Regions from separate parts of the Columba livia genome. Here region 1 is linked to region 2. The links are chromatin contacts, called in public Hi-C maps. All regions are on one chromosome and are shown on one strand. The core of a region is the stretch at or near the end of the contact, and the rest is flanking DNA. Distances in the headings are between cores, read along the strand shown. Region 1 holds the start of PLXNA4 (plexin A4). Region 2 overlaps PLXNA4 (plexin A4).

Region 1 (4,715 bases), core at 975-3,474, 230 kb after region 2:
GGAGGGAAGAAAATCCCACGCTTTCGTGATGGGGCTGGGGTTGCATATTTAAACCTGGCTGCACACAGAAAGCAGACGCACATCTGTTGCACTGCTTGAAGCCCGGCTGTGGTGAAGGGTCCCACACACAAACAAACAAACACACACTACCCGAGGCAATTAAACCACAAGCAAAATGCTGCTTTTGTCCCCAAAACCTTAAGACAGTGGCTTAGTCAGGGGGAGGAAGCACCTAATCTCACACTGGGAGGCACACGCTGTAATTAAAATCACAGAGACGGCAAAGGCAAAGCAACCCCATGCTCCACTGGTCTTACCCGCTCTCAGATTTAACCAGCTTCTATAAACAAGACCCGGGTGAAACAGAGGACAGATAAAGAAAATAAGTTAGCACGCTTTACGCCTTCCAAAATATTTGTGCAAGGCTGGTGCACGCTCAAGATAAGTCCCTAGAAGGCTGCGAGCGGTTGCATCGGCTGTAAAAATCCCCTGACACCGTCATTGTTCCCCTGGAATACAAGCATCACCCGGCACTCCGGGGATCCCTGTCCAAACCTCCCCTCTCTGCACTGCTCACCCCCGCGACCTGGGAAGCTTCAAACCCTTTTTGCTATCCCCAAAACCTCGCATCCCGGTGACGGAGGGAAGCCATGAAAAATCAGGTGCGTTTCCAGCAAGCGCTCTGGCGCGGCTGTTCGGCAGCAGGGCTGGAAAGCAAAGCAGAGCAGACGCGGGATGGAAGTTTTGTGGAAGAGGAGCGCAGCCACACGCTTTCCACCTGGTACCTTCCATGGAGGAGAGTCCTGCAGGTCCTACACCCGGATCCAGCGCAGCAAATGCTTCATCCCTTCCCAGTACAGAGAGCAGATGGGGCCCCAGGAGGAGTGTTTCCCCTGGGCTGGATATGCAGCAGCCACACGCAGCCGCTACAAACCCAAGCAACACTTAGCCCTGCTGGGGCTGAGCATAGTGGGTTTGTTTATCTGGGAGGAACTCATCTGCTGCCGGAGTATTATATTTCCACCAAAACCATGTGCGGCTCGGTGTTTAGATCACTTCTCCCTGTCTACATAATTTAAGGGCATATGTCTGATAAATGAAGAGCATCAATACTCAGGTTTCGGTTGCAGCGCACACATGCACGGAAGGAGGGAGGTTGATCAGAGCTGACTCTGCAGCCAGGATTTGGGCAGTCAAACTCTCCAGCACCTTGCAGGAAAGGGAAAGACAGGGAGGTTTCCCCTTCCCTCCTAGGTGTTCCCCGCCCGGGGTGGCCCCTGTCCCCATCCATCGGTCACCCGGCAGGCACTGAGCCTCTCCGGGAAAAGGGCTCTACCTCCAACCCCATCCAGCTGCAACCTCATGGGAAGCAGGAAAAGTTTGCAAATGCCTCCAGCCCCTCACCCGGGGAAGGGTCTGGAGCAACGGGAGCGGGGGGGGAAATACCCCCCGAGGGGAGGAAAATCCGCAGCCGGGGATGGCAGGGGGTGGTTAAGAACAGGCAGCGACGCTGGAGTCGCCACCTCCGGGGAGAAAAGTTGAGCCTTGTGCATGGGGAAAAAGCCACCGAGGACCCAGGGCGGGGGGGTGGACACCGGGCACCGCGTCCCCTCCGCGCTGGGCATGTGGAGGAGGGGAGGGAATGCCGGAGGTCCCCGCTGCGAACCCCCCAGCATCCTCCCAAGGCAGCCCGGGAGGGGCGGAGGGGCCGTGCCCGGCCACCCTCGGCACAGCCCGCTGCCCGCGGGGGTCCCTGCCCGCCAGCCCCGACCCCCTCCCCACCACTCGGGGTGGGGAGAAGCGGCGGGGGGGGTGGGGGCACCTCTCATGGTGTGTCTGTGTCCCCCCCTCCCCTCCCCTCCACTCCTGCCAGGTGTGCAGGGCAGGTACCGCTGCAGCCCCGCCGGCCCTCCCGGGACATCCTCCGGGGCATCCTCCGGGGCATCCTCCCGCCAGCCCCCGCTGCCCGGGCGGGGCGGGGGGGGATCCTTACCTGGGAAGGCTCCTCGCTTGCTTTGGGTGGGTTTTGGTATATATGTATATATAGTATTTTTCTCCTCTCCTTTCCCCCTACTTCAGTCTTCAGAGCAGGCGCCGCATTGACACTGCAGATGGTCTCTGTGTGTGTGTGTGTGCGTGTGTGTGTGTCTCTCTCTCCAATCCCAAATACTCCACGGAGGCGGAACACGGAGCCCCTCTCTCTCTGCACTGGGCAAACCGTGTCTGGCTCGCCCAGAGCGGCGGGGGGGGGAAAAGCGGGGGGGGGCGGAGGGGGGGGGAAAACGCAGCTCCAGTTTTCACTCCCCCCCCCAATCACCCTTTCCCTCCCTCTCCCAGCCCTTCCCCCCCCCCGCCTCTAAATCAGAAAGAGGGGGGGTAGATACAGGCAGGCGAGCTGGCAGGCGGGGTGCAGGCAGGGGATGCTCTACGGGGCCATGCCCGGTTCCGCGCACGGTTCCGCGCCTGTTCCGCGGCCGCTGCGCCGCTGCCCGCCCGCCGGGGAGGGCTAGCACTGCGGCTGTCTCGCCAGCCCTTCCTCCCCAGCCCTTCCTCTCTCCAATGGTGGCTGAGGAGCGGGGCTTCGACACCCAGGCTCTTTTGCAAATACACACACAGACACACACACACCCCTCTTTCCAAAAAATAATAACAAAAAAAAAAAAAACACGAAAAAGCCGGAGAGGTGTGGAAGTGCGGTAGCAACGCGAGCACAGCACGGCAGGGAGGGACAATACTACTAATAATAATACAAAAATGAAACTATTATAAAAATCCCTCTCTTTTCTTTTTATCTTTCCTCTTATTTTTTGTTGTTGTTGTTTTTTTTTTTTTTTTTGCAGAGTACCCAGTTGCTCCTCCTTTCACCAGCCCACCCACCTCTGGGAGAGGGGCGATGGCTGTGTCTGGACTGCAACCCCCGCAAGCCGCTTTTCGTCGTCCCAAAGTTTGCAGAGGATGGGAATGGGGACGGGGATGGGGATGGGGACGGAGCCGCCGCCTCCGAGAGCGCCCGGGGCTGCGAGCGCCGCCGCAGCCACTCTCCCACGGCTGCAACTCCGGCTGCTGCCTTGATTTCTCCTCCGGGTGCCTTCCCTCGCTCCTACTCACTACTGACACCTAGGATCTCCAGCCTGATTGGGCTAATTTGGAAATGTCGCTGCCCCCACCTCCTAAAAAAAAAAAAAATAAGAAAATCAAGGAATCGAAAGCATCTTGCCGGCTCCCTCCATTGCCTCCCCAGGAAAACCCTTCCCGACATCGCAGCTCTAGCTGGCATCTGCCTCCCTTTTCCCTCTCCAGCGTGTGCCCTACCGCTCTCCTCCGGCTGGGACAAAACGAGGAGGGGAGCAGATCAGAGAGGGCATGGGGAGGCTCGGAGGAAGATCAATCTCTCAGCTTGGGTGAGCAGCAATCCTAGAGAGTGGCTGCAAGCTGCTCTGCTCTCTGGGTCTTCATTTAATTCCTGGCAGCCGTAGGAATAATAGTATTTTATTTTTTTTTTCAAAGCTATTAGTGCTTACGGCCTGAGTTTTGTGTCCGGCAGGTTGCCGGCCTGGCTGGCCGGGTTGCCCCACAGAGCAGACACTGCTGTGGAAGTTGGTTCTCCCCTTGCAGAGAACTGAACTCTGCAGATAATATCTGGGCTCTGTTGGAGCGGCGAGCAGATCAGACAGCAGATGGTGGGAAGGAACAAGCGATGCTCTCGGGGTGTCCATAGCCGCACGTAGCAACAGGGCTGCTTCCCTGTAGAGATGGGGGAGCCCTGATGCCACGGGGATGGGCACCTCACAGACATGTGGGAAAGCAACTGGGGAGACCTCCTCTGCTTCCAGGGGTGTTGGCCATCCTCACATCAGGGCAGAGAGGGGAAAACCCTGGAGGTGATCCTGCGGCTTCTCCCTATCCCACACAAGATGAAGGCATCCAGCAGGGATGCAGACAGAGGCTGGTAACGGGGGTCCCACCTCTCAAAATGAGCAATAGCCACAATCACAGGCAGGGATTTCCTCTCGGGAGGGATGTTATACAGCACCAAGCACAGCAGGACTCCCCCTCCTCCCCACAGCCTCTACCATTCACAGAAAAAAACAGGCTTAATCCCAAGCTTTGTATTTTTAATTATCTTAAATTTATGCCACAAAACACAGGGGCCGGGGGCTGCCTATTTGCATGCTTCAAGATATTTATTTTTCAACAATATCATGTTTTCCTTAAAACAAGTTTTATCTCCTCGGCGCGTGCCTGTGTGCACGTGTGTGTTTTGCCTGAGCTCTGGTTTACATTTCCTGATGGATGGATGGGGATTCGGAGCCCTTTCTTAAGGTGGTGCATAAAATGTATTTATTATTCTTTATCTCCTGCCTCTTGCAAGGAGTCATTTGTTTTCATTCAGAGAAATGAATACTATGCGAAGCCTGAAGAGTAATAACACAGCAAAATGACAACGGAAGAGCGAGACGGAAATCTGAGAGATACAATGGCAGGTTAGTAACCTCTAAAGATCACTGCTGTTGTGAGCAGTACTGTATTATTTAATGTCCAGTCTGGCTTGCAGCTCCATTTAATAAAATATATGAAAATCTCTGGGAAATTTGGTCTTGCATTTAAAACTGGACTGTTCTGCTAAAAAGGGATAATCTGGATACGCTGAGATTACTTCCCTCTGTCTGGCAGGGAGGAAGAAATTAATCCGAATTCCTTCTGCTTCTTAAGAC
Region 2 (5,145 bases), core at 682-3,181:
TAATACGCAAAATCTCACGCATTTCAAGGTACACACTTCATCCAAACAACAGTTTGAAACATCTGCAGTACTAAGGATTTGCTTGAAAACAGACCTCTTACTGGAATTGCTGTTTTCTCAGTCTTTCCCAAAGCCTGATCTCCATTTGAGGGAAAGCTTTCCATGTTTTCAAGGTTTTGTTGGGGTGAAATTAGATCAGTTTTATGAAACTGAGACAAAACACAGTAACCTCACGTTCTCAGTTCTTCACACTCCCTTGAGGATGCTTCACAGAGCCCTTGGGAAAACAGATTTATAAGTGCCTGGAGCTCACTTGTTTTATTGTCTCTCTGCAAACCCCCCTCATAAGACAGAATGGGAGAAAAAAAGACTTTTTAATAGTTAATTAAACAACGCTTATCAAGTTGCATTTAAAGTTTCCTTGGTCCATGGGAGATGGTGCAAAAGGCAGAAGAGGTGAGCGGCTATGCCTGCACATCTAGCCCAAAAAAGGGGGAAAGCGAAGGGGGTTGGGAACTGGCTGCCTATTATTTTTGGTCACTTCTAGTCCAAAACGCTCAGTTTTGGCCGAAGCTTCTCTGCGTGTGCAGCAGATGGCGCAGCTGCAGTAGTTGTCCCACTGCCACCCACTGTCCCTGGTGCCACCCACTGTCCCCATGCCAGCCCCAGGGCCATCTGAAAGGGCATCCCTCACTAGCTGGTGGTTTCATTCAGCCCTTTTTTGGCTGGGTCCTGCACCATGAAACCCCAAGCACTGGATTTTAGCACTCTCAGAGAGGTTTGCAGCAAGGAAAGTGGACTCCCAGCTGTCCCAAAGAGGGAGGCACATCCCTAAGGGATGCAGGAGGTACAACTCCATCACGCAGAGATGGATGTGCCATAAAACCCCACAATGGAGCCTCCTGGGTCACCGGCATCATTCACAGCCCTGAGCTCAGCCTGAGCCCTCCAGCCCGCCTTGGGAAGTTTAAAACGGGGTGAGACAAAGGACAGGCTACAAAACGGGCCATGGGGAGCAATCCAACGTTGGCTCAGGTGCTTCATTTCCATACCAGGAGGAAAGAACCATGTCCCCAATGGAGGACTCGCCTCTGCAGGCGATGCCAGTCCCGGTGATGGAGACCAGAGCCTGACCAGCTGCCCCAGGAGCCATGAACCGACCTCCTCCCACCGCCAGTACCCTTCTGGGCCCAGCTGCATCCATCGGAGCAGACTGGTGCTTCTCATCATGGCCGGAATGGTTCCCACTGGACTACTATTTCTGTCCGGGAGTGACAAAAGAAGGCAGTGTGAAGCCTTTATTTTTGGGACTCCAGGCTATCTTTGCAGGCTTTGTGGTTTCAAGAGACATGTCTGCTCCCTTTATGACAATCGACTGCTTCTTCTCTCATCTTCAAAGGCTGAAACTAAAGCTTATTACATTGCTAATTTTGTCCTGGGCCAACAACTCCCCTCCTACCCCTTTGTGGTGAGAAGCAGAGTAGAGGTGGTTATGCCTTTCCTTTTTCTTATTTTGTTTTTAAGTTTTCTGCTTTTGTTATGATCTCTTGGAGGAGGACTAAGTGGTTGCTTATAAAAGGGAGAAACTTGTGTTTGTACACAGATCTCTCAGCAGTTTAGAAAGAAAATACAGTGGGGAAAATATTATTCTGCGTGGAAGAATCTTGGCAGCTGGTGGCAAACAAACAATGAGAGGAGGGATACGGAACAGGAAGGAGAAAGAGTTTAAGTTGGGTATTTTTGGGGAGGATGTGACCGTGTCCTATATCTTTATTTGCAGTTGCCTTCTCCCTCCCATCCCCTAAACTGGGAGCCCTTCAAAGCTTCTTGCCCTTGGCCCGTGGCCTTGGGAGCAGAACAGAGACAGCCACAAGCAGCCAGCTGCCACCTTTGTCCCTGCAGTAGCACTAAAAGGCACAGCTGGGAAGCATCTGGGGGATTTATTTTTCCTTTATTTTTTTTCTTCTGAGAACAGTCGCTTTTTTTCTTTTTCCTGGAAGCACATTTGTTTTAAACTCAAATTTGCCCAATGCTTTGGTGGAAGTCCCTGCATTTCTCCTCGACAGCCACAGGGTGTCAGCAGCTTTATGGAGTGGGTTCCCTATAGGAATCCTAACTCCCTGAGACACCCCAGCTCTAGAGCAATGCTTTGGGGTGGAACATATACTGCCTTGTCCCCCCATCAGAGTTTCCAGTGAGCAAAGGATTTGCTCCGAGCCCCTAACACACTGGAATGGGGCTTCATGATTTCAGGGCAGGTTATGTCAGTTCTTCCCCAGTGGATAAATTATCCCAAATGATCCATGAGCTGGTGGCATGTCTGGGCACAGGATAGGTTTGAGTGGCACCTGGGGGTCTGGGAGAGGAAAAAACCCCAAAGGTGACAGGAGTGACAACGAGATGAGCTGAATTCCCAAATTCCTGTCTCTCTGAAGGTCTGAAGGCAACTCCTGGGAAATATAAGTAAGGGGACTCCATTGGGATTTCGGACAGCCAATTCAGACCCCAGACATCACCTTTATAGCCTCATCAGTGCATTATTTGTGTGTTCCTGAGCAGAAACAAAGAGCTTTGCCATGTCTCAGCTATGAGTTAAAAAATCCCCTTTGACTTTCCAGCTTTATCCAGGGAGGGAAACAGCAGTGAGAAGCCACAAGTCCATGTTCACAGCCAGACACAGCCCCTGGGGTCTGAGAGGAGCATCAGGAGGTACAGGGGTTAAGTCCTGTGCCAGTCCTACGAGTGGCCTTTGCTGTCCCTTATCTTATTTTGTGCCTCAAGTGTCCCATCTGTAAAATGGGAACAGGGTAATCTCCCTCCCTTGCAAAATCTGAGCAGCACGGAGAAGGAGCTCTGTTGATGAGCTGTGTTTTCAGCCTGGAGAAGGCTCGGAGGACACCACATTGTGGCCTTTCAGTGTTTAAAAGGAGCCAATAAGAAAGATGGGGACAGACTTTTTAGCAGAGCCTGTTGTGATAGCACAAGGGGTGATGGTTTTAAACCAAAAAAGGGCATATTCAGGCTAGACATGAGGAAGAAATTTTTTACACTGAGGGTGGTGAGAGCCTGGCCCAGGTTGGCCAGAGAGGTGGTGGATGAACCATCCCTGGAGGCATCCCAGGCCAGGCTGGACGGGGCTCTGAGCAACCTGAGCTGGTGAAGATGTCCCTGCTCATGGCAGGGGGGGCACTGGATGAGCTTGGAAGGTCCCTTTCAATGCAAACTATTCTATGATTCTATGAGGATGGAGTGACTTGGGAGTAGTCCTTCAGATCCCGTGTTTCTCACAACACTGTTCCCATCTATTCCCCAGCTCATGACAGAACGAGGTGACACTTCTAGTAACTCAGCTCAAAGCAGGATATTCCAGGATGCAAAGACTTGGGAGGAGCAAACTAAACCAACCTGAAAACAAATGGATGAGGACCAAGCAGCCCCGCTGTGTCTGGCTCCAGAGATGTCTTGCTGTCACCAGTCACCTGCGTGCCTTCCAGGCATGCACTAAACGTGGGATTCATCTTGTTTAACATGGTCCTCCCAAAAATTAGAAATCTCACTTAATGAATCAGCCAGGCTTCCCCTCTAGTCAATAGAAAGAGACAGGTTTCACCACGGGGCGTTTTGTGCCATCCTGAATAGCTGTCTGAGGCAGATGGAGTGAATTGCTTTCTGGAGATGCCAGTCTCTCTCCATTATCTATAAACGGCAACTCATTTTGATTCAGTGCTGATGACTGGCATTAGGTGAGACAAATTTCAGCCTGAGTGACTGTCTGACATCTCTCACAGATGGACCATCCACCCTTTCCTGGCCGTGATTGTGGGAAAAGATGTGTGGATGGTTTATTACAGAAATGCTTGATTTTGCGGGCAGTGTTTATTTGCTCAACGTGTCATAACACAAGAAGAGGGTTAGAGAACTGCACCTTGATCACCGTCTATCTTGAGACGCCATGCTATTGCACAATCATGAGCCAACTTCTGCAGAGCTAGAAAAGCTGCAGATATAAAGCTGTCTCTTCTTTTAGATAAGCAGAAAATGGGCCACTGGGCAGGTTTTAGGTAAGAGCTACTAGAGCTTGCCGCTAGTGCAGAGGTGACAGTAGGAAACAAAGGATTTGCAACCACCATCTCTGTTACATGAACACATGCCTTGTCTGAGCTGGATCTTCCCATGAATTCATGATTTCCCAATTACATCACACTGTTGCAGTATAGCAAGGTGGCCAGTTTGCAGTATATCAAGAGTAAAAAGAATCTGTCAATCAGCTAGGAGTGATAGGAGTACTCAGAGACTGCCCAGACAAACTCATGTTGAGTGCACACCTTTACCCAGTGAAGTTGTGTCATATACTCTGCACTCTCTAAAATCACCTACACCTTGACTGTGTTAAGCTTCAACCATTAATAGCTTGTGGCCGGTGCTGAGACAGCTTATTTATATATATGAAGGGTGTAGTCAGCTCCATAGTGTTGGAATTTGGCCTATGAAACCATATGGGCTCATCTGTAGCTCATGAGTCTTTGAGTCCAAATGGGGTCAGTTTTAACATATTTAAACCCATTCTCAGGCTCCATGACCCTGGTACCTGCACTTTGTGGTTGAAAATAAGACACCACAGGCAGCTAAAAGCAAAACTTCAGGTGCAAAAGCACATTAATCAGCCGTGAAAGAACATGGAAGAACCTGGTTATAGACAAGTTCCTTGCTGCACTGTTCAACATCAACTGTTATACTGTGCTTGGTTAGAAGGTATTTTGACAGTGCCTTTTAAAAAACATTTGGTCTGTCCATAAATTCTCTTTGAGTTTCTGCTTCATCTATATGCAAGTGCCTTGCCCAGGGAAGCTCTGTTAGGTTCCCCTTGGGGATCTCCCTCCCCACACTATTTCTCCCTTTTCAATACTTTTTCATAGAAACATAAAATCATAGAATAATTTGGGTTGGAAGGGACCTTCCAAGCTCATCCAGTGCCACCCCTGCCATGAGCAGGGACATCTTCAGCAGCTCATGTTGCTCAGAGCCCCGTCCAGCCTGGCCTGGGATGTCTCCAGGGATGGTTCATCCACCACCTCTCTGGCCAACCTGGGCCAGGCTCTCACCACCCTCAGTGTAAAAAATTTCTTGCTCATGTCTACCTTGAAT

What was found. A called contact is a pair of places that touch in the nucleus more often than the background predicts.
Region 1: a Hi-C map of liver shows a contact between it and region 2, with 8 times the contacts expected there. The contact joins the promoter of PLXNA4 here to the enhancer-like site in region 2. A contact is called at or near these places in 2 of 2 Hi-C or Micro-C datasets (crop and liver).

The regions. Positions count from the first base shown.
Region 1 is chr1:209,167,064-209,171,778 of bColLiv1.pat.W.v2, forward strand. It overlaps PLXNA4 (plexin A4), which reads right to left and starts at 2,225. Exons shown (of 32, transcript XM_065049321.1): 1 at 1,994-2,225.
Region 2 is chr1:208,939,865-208,945,009 of bColLiv1.pat.W.v2, forward strand. The region is part of intron 3 of PLXNA4 (plexin A4); the gene reads right to left. Among named protein-coding and RNA genes, the nearest start is that of PLXNA4, 230 kb to the right of the region's middle. Within about 2 kb of position 1,932, at least 1 of the 3 cell types and tissues checked has an H3K27ac peak away from gene starts, as active enhancers do.